Linked DNA regions of Sus scrofa: region 1 is linked to region 2. A link is a contact called in public HiChIP or PLAC-seq data. All regions are on one chromosome and are shown on one strand. The core of a region is the stretch at or near the end of the contact, and the rest is flanking DNA. Distances in the headings are between cores, read along the strand shown. Region 1 has its middle 27 kb from the start of TNIP1. Region 2 overlaps G3BP1 (G3BP stress granule assembly factor 1).

The links. HiChIP or PLAC-seq counts read pairs in DNA pulled down with a chosen protein or histone mark.
Region 1: an H3K27ac HiChIP or PLAC-seq map of alveolar macrophages shows a contact between it and region 2, with 5 times the contacts expected there. The contact joins two enhancer-like sites.

Annotation. Positions count from the first base shown.
Region 1 is chr16:71,919,283-71,921,982 of Sscrofa11.1, reverse strand. No RefSeq gene overlaps it. Among named protein-coding and RNA genes, the nearest start is that of TNIP1, 27 kb to the left of the region's middle. Within about 2 kb of position 1,377, at least 19 of the 83 cell types and tissues checked have an H3K27ac peak or open chromatin away from gene starts, as enhancers often do. A contact at or near this core is called in alveolar macrophages, where this site is marked.
Region 2 is chr16:71,266,932-71,269,631 of Sscrofa11.1, reverse strand. All of the region lies in intron 1 of G3BP1 (G3BP stress granule assembly factor 1), which reads left to right. Among named protein-coding and RNA genes, the nearest start is that of G3BP1, 7.8 kb to the left of the region's middle. Within about 2 kb of position 1,286, at least 1 of the 83 cell types and tissues checked has an H3K27ac peak or open chromatin away from gene starts, as enhancers often do. A contact at or near this core is called in alveolar macrophages, where this site is marked.

The DNA.
Region 1 (2,700 bases), core at 128-2,627, 650 kb before region 2:
AGACTCTCTCAGGCTGGGTGTTTCTTGTCCACTTTAGCATCCATCCGCGTCTTCTGATCCATTTGGTCTTGGGCAGGGGCCTTAGATCAGTGGTTCTCAATCCAAGCTGCACATTAGAATCACCTGGAGAGCTTTGTAAAAACACAAATGCCCAGGCCCTTCCCGGAATAATAACCACAAAATCTCAGGGGGATGTGGCCTGGGATCGGTACTTTCAAAGCTCCCCAGGTGATTGAAAGGTGGGACCACTGCTCTCCAAGTTCTTTGCTAAGAGTTGATCCTGATGCAGGTGGTTACGGGGACCTCACATATTTTCCTATTTGTACCAGGGAAGGTGCCTTCTCAGTACCAGGGCCAGAGACCATGCAGACGACAGATCTCAGCAGGCAGCACTCGGTCACAGGATATCAGCTGATGTGTGAAGGGAAAAATGAAAACCCAAACCAAGTCACTGCAAGGGGAATGAGGTACGTGTCATTCTGTCAACGTCTGAAAAAATGGAATTCCGGGACACATTTTGTAAAATTGTGCTTTCGGAGGAAACAGACACAGGGCATTCTGTTACAAGATCCTTGGCAAAGGAAGAAGATCCAAGGACACATGTTGCAAGACTGTGCTGCTAAAGGAAGTGGCTTCTTAGCCTATCAACTCTGGAAACAAAACCTAGAGAGTATCCAGACCAACCCCCCCTGGCTGGACAGAAGGAGAAATCAAGCTGCACCCCCTACCCCCATGGGGCGGGGGTGTGTGCCTCGGGTCACAAAGGCAGTTGTCAAGCTAACAGTACTAGGCTTCCAGAACACCTCTGGCCCTTTCCTCTGTTCCCTTCTGTTTTAGTTCCAGATCCCCAGCCCACCCTCTGCCCTCACACCCTCTTGGTCGGGGCGAGGACCCAAGGAGGGGACTAAATCTGTGCGCCTGGATCTACACCGGGTAGATGAGAAGGGCCAATGCCAGTAGGAGGCTGGGGGGCGGGGGGCTGGAGAGGAAGGAGCCGTGTCTGATGATGTGGCCTGACCTCAGAAAGGAAGCCTGGTCACCAGGGGGAATTTCCCCAGGGTGAGGTCTCATGTCTATGCAAATATTGCTCTCCAGCTGACCTGGACCCCAAGATGGGAGAGGGGACCCCCGGAGGGGCAGGGATGAGGGGAAGAAAGGGAATAGGGCCTGAACCCCCCGGGTGCCAGCTGTTGGGCCAGGATCTGGGTGTGCTTAAATCTTACTTGGTTCCTGAAATATCTTCCCAAGTAGGAAGGACGGGAGGCTGAGAGCCAGTGAGGCGAAGGCGCCTTGGCCCATGGGAACGAGAACATAGCACGTTCCATCCGCACCCCCCCTGGGGGGGTGGTGTGTGTGCAGGGGGCAGGCCTCAGGCAGAGGCAAGGATGACCATGGATCTGGTGGCAGCTGCTGACGAGGGTGACAGCAACGAAGGGGCATCTGAGAAGCCTGACAAATTTCATCTTAGTTAGGTTTCCATCTCACTCACAGGGGGAGTTTTATCCTGGGAACAGGGGAAAGGCAGCAGGAAGGTAGTGAGCCTGACTCCCCGGGGCAACCCCCAGGGCTCAGGTTTTCCAGGCCCAACTCGGAGGTGAGGGGGCAGCAGCTGATGCTGTTAACCCTTTCACTGCCAGCTACTAGACGACCCAAGACAAGCGAGCAGAACAGAATGGAGTCTTTCGAAGGAAACAAAACAAAACAAAACAAACTCTCTCTCGCTCCTGTATCTTTACATTTCACTCACCTTGAGCCTCATGACCCCAGGAGACCTGCCCCAGAGCTTCTGCTCCAGTGCAAGGCTGATCCCACCCCTCCATGGAGCTGGCCTTGCCTCCCCAGAGCTCAAGTCGGGCAGTTAGACCCAAGGACCAGCCTCCAGACAGCCTGGCTGTTTGCCCTCCTATCAAAGAAGGATATATACAGAACAGGCAGGTCACAGGGCCCGGTGTCACATGCTGTGTACCAAGGCTGTGTGCCAAGAAGAGCGTGAGCTCACACGTGCCCCAGCGAGTGGGTGTGAAAAACAAGCTTGGGTACCTGCGTGAAGCCCTTCCTGTGTGGCCAGCATCTGTGAACAGCAACGTCTGTCTTTCTGTGGGTGACCTGCTGTGTGTTTGAGGCCTGATCTTTTTTCTCTCTGGGGGCAACAACGTGTATGTATATTTCTGATTCTGGGTAGAGAGCGTGTGGGTCCCTGTGACTACACCTGGCGGTGATTTGGAATTGTGTGTGTGTGTGTGGTACGGGCTTGGAACGGATACCAGATGTGCGGGAAAGTGGACATGTGGATCTCTGTGCCATCCCCCAACCGGCTCTGCTCTCCTATCAGGCCCTCCCATCCCCACCCATGGCCATATCCAGGTCAAGGTCCATGGCCATCCCAACGGGGAAAGCCACAAGAGGGATGTGGCTGCAGCTCAGCAGGTGGTGGTGGCTGGGAGGAAGGGTGGGACCATCCCACAGAAGGAAACGCATGTTCTGTTAACGGCTACAGCAGCTGGGCTGGGGAAGGGTCTGCTCAGTGGTCACCTAACTGAGCAGAGGGCCAGGAGATGTCCCTTGGCCTTGGCCTCTTCCTGCCTCTGGGTTCCCAGGTGATAACCCCTGGCTTCACCGCGGCCTCCCTCTCTTGTTCCCCACAGCATGTTGGGCTGTTTCCTTGGTTTCTGGCTTCCCTCTGTGTCTTTCTTCTCTTTT
Region 2 (2,700 bases), core at 37-2,536:
ACTTGGATTACAGCTCATGGTGATGCTGGATCCTGAACCCACTGATTGAGACCATAGATCAAACTCATGTCCTCATGGAAACTAGTCAGGTTTGTAACCCTGTGAGCCACAATGGGAACTCCCTGGCCTTTTCTTAGTTGTTGAAGAAAAGATGTTGTAACTGTTACAGAATTCTGAACGTTCTGAATTCTGGAAAACCTGACAGTTTGACCTGATGGATGATAATAAATCTGTTTTTGCTTGTATAAAATTCTAACCGCCATTTTCGTTGAGAATGCGTTGAAACCAAGCTTTTTATTCCTGTTATGTGGCACGCACTCTCAAGTTTTGGGGCTAGAAGGTTGCATAAGAAATGGTCTCTAGGAGTTTCCAGTGTGGTGCGGTGGGTTAAGAATATGATTACAGCGGTCAGATAGCTGTGGAGGCATGGGTTTGATCCCTGCCTGTTAGGGTGGATTAAAGGAGCTGGTGTTGCTGCAGCTGCTGTCTATGCTGTGGCAGCTGCAGGTCTGGTTCTCCCCCTAGCCCTGGAACTTGCATAGGCCACAGGCATAGCCCTAAAAAGGTAGGGAAAAAAAAGAAGCTGGGCTTTCCACTTGAATGGAATCACGTATTGATTGTAGTATGAATATCAGCCTTGGGAGCAAGACCGTTTGCCAGTACCCTGGAAATAAAGTACCGTCTTTCTGGAACATTTCAAAATACTGATTGAGAACCTAGTTTTGCAAAATACTTAATTATATCAAACTTAAACTAATAATGAAAAGTAATGTTTGGTAACTTGGAAATACAGATTTCTCTGACAAGCTTTAGGATTGTAACAGGTAAAGAAAAATTCACAAATGAGGTTAAGATCAATTTAGCATTTAAATAGGTTTAATTTTCTTGGCTTTGTGGCTATTCAAATAAAGTATTGATGATAATGGTGAAATCAAACTGTTGTTCTTTTGCATTAACTAGATGATCTCAAAGGGAAGGGAGATGTTCTAGATGTCTATATATTTACTCTTTCTTCCCTTTGGTATGTAACGGAGGATTTTCATCACTTTATATGAGAAGACTGGATGTGAGAAGTAGTATTTGGTAAAATATTTAGAGATGTATATGAGACTTATTGGCAGTATCAAAAGATGCAGTTAGGTTGATGTTGTTAGGTTTGGGTGACGTAAATAGTAAAAGGGACAGGTATTCAAGAATAATGCAGTTGTGCACTAGATGAGGAGAAACAGCTGCCCAGAGTGCTTGTGCAAGAGTTGGTCAGCCAAACTCAATCCACTTTGGGCATCCTTTAAGGAAATGAAAATAAAAGTTCTCATTTTTCCTTTGTACCGTGGTTAGTTACACAAACCTCTTAAACATGTTTGCCTTCATGTTTAAGGTCGGGATGATTTTGGTGCAAATGAAAAGTTGGGTTATCGCATGCCAAAATTTTTTTTTGAAAGTTTTTTTTTTTTTTAAGAATAACTGACAGGAGTTCCTGTCGTGGCTCAGCGGTAACAAGCCCGACTAGTATCCATGAGGTTTCAGGTTCGATCCCTGGCTCCCTCAGTGGGTTAAGGATTTAGTGTTGCTGTGGGCTGTGGTGTAGGTGGCAGTTGCAGCTCAGATCCCGTGTTGCTGTGGCTGTTATGTAGGCTGCGGCTGGCAGCCATAGCTCCGATTCGACCCCTAGCCTGGGAACTTCATATGCTGTAGGTACGGCCCTAAAAAAAAAAAAAAAAACAGAAGCAGTGACAGAAGTTGAGAATTTAGTGTGTGCTATGTGCCTTTCTTAACACTCAAAGATAGAAACTTTAAGTCATGATAATTTGGAGGTGGTAGGGATTATTTTGTTGAGTAAAAACATCTCATTTGTTAACCTTTTGCCTATTTTATTTTCATATTTTTGGTCCTGTTATAATCTAAGCATATTTAGAATTTTATTTTTTCTAAAGGCAGTAAAAATTTCTGAAAAATTTTTTTCATTTGGTCAAAAGAAAAATGTGGAAGTATGTGTCCTTATGTATCAAAGCTGTATTTATCACTCTTGAATACAATATTGCTAAAAATAAGATCGTGTTTTAATATTAAAACTGGAACACTCTTAATTGAGTTGAATATATTAGGAAAATTACGATAAGATGCATCTTGGAAATAGGTACCTTTGTGGTTCTTTTTAAAAATTTTTATTATAGTTGATTTACCTTTGAGGTTCTTATATTTAAAGAAAATTGGGAGTTCCCATCGTGGCTCAGTGGTTAACAAATCCGACTAGGAACCATGAGGTTGCGGGTTCCATCCCTGGACTTGATCAGCGGGTTAAGGATCTGGTGTTGCCGTGAGCTGTGGTGGAGGTTACAGATGCGGCTTGGATCCCGTGTTGCTGTGGCTCTGGAATAGGCCGGTGGCTACAGATCAGATTAGACCCCTAGCCTGGGAACTTGCATATGCTGCGGGAGCAGCCCAAGAAATGGCAAAAAGAAAAAAAAACCCCACAAAAAAAAAACAAAAAAAAAGAAAACTGAATGTGGGAAATAATGATGAATTAATTCTTCATAGTGGTTTTTTCCCCAAGCATTCATCTAATTGCAATAAATTTGAACGTATAAAATCTCACTGGTCTGTATGTGTTTTGTTTATTCTTTGTTTTTTATTTTTTTTCTTTCTAGGGCCGTGCTTGCAGCATATGAAGTTCGCAGGCTAGGAGTCAAATGGAAGCTG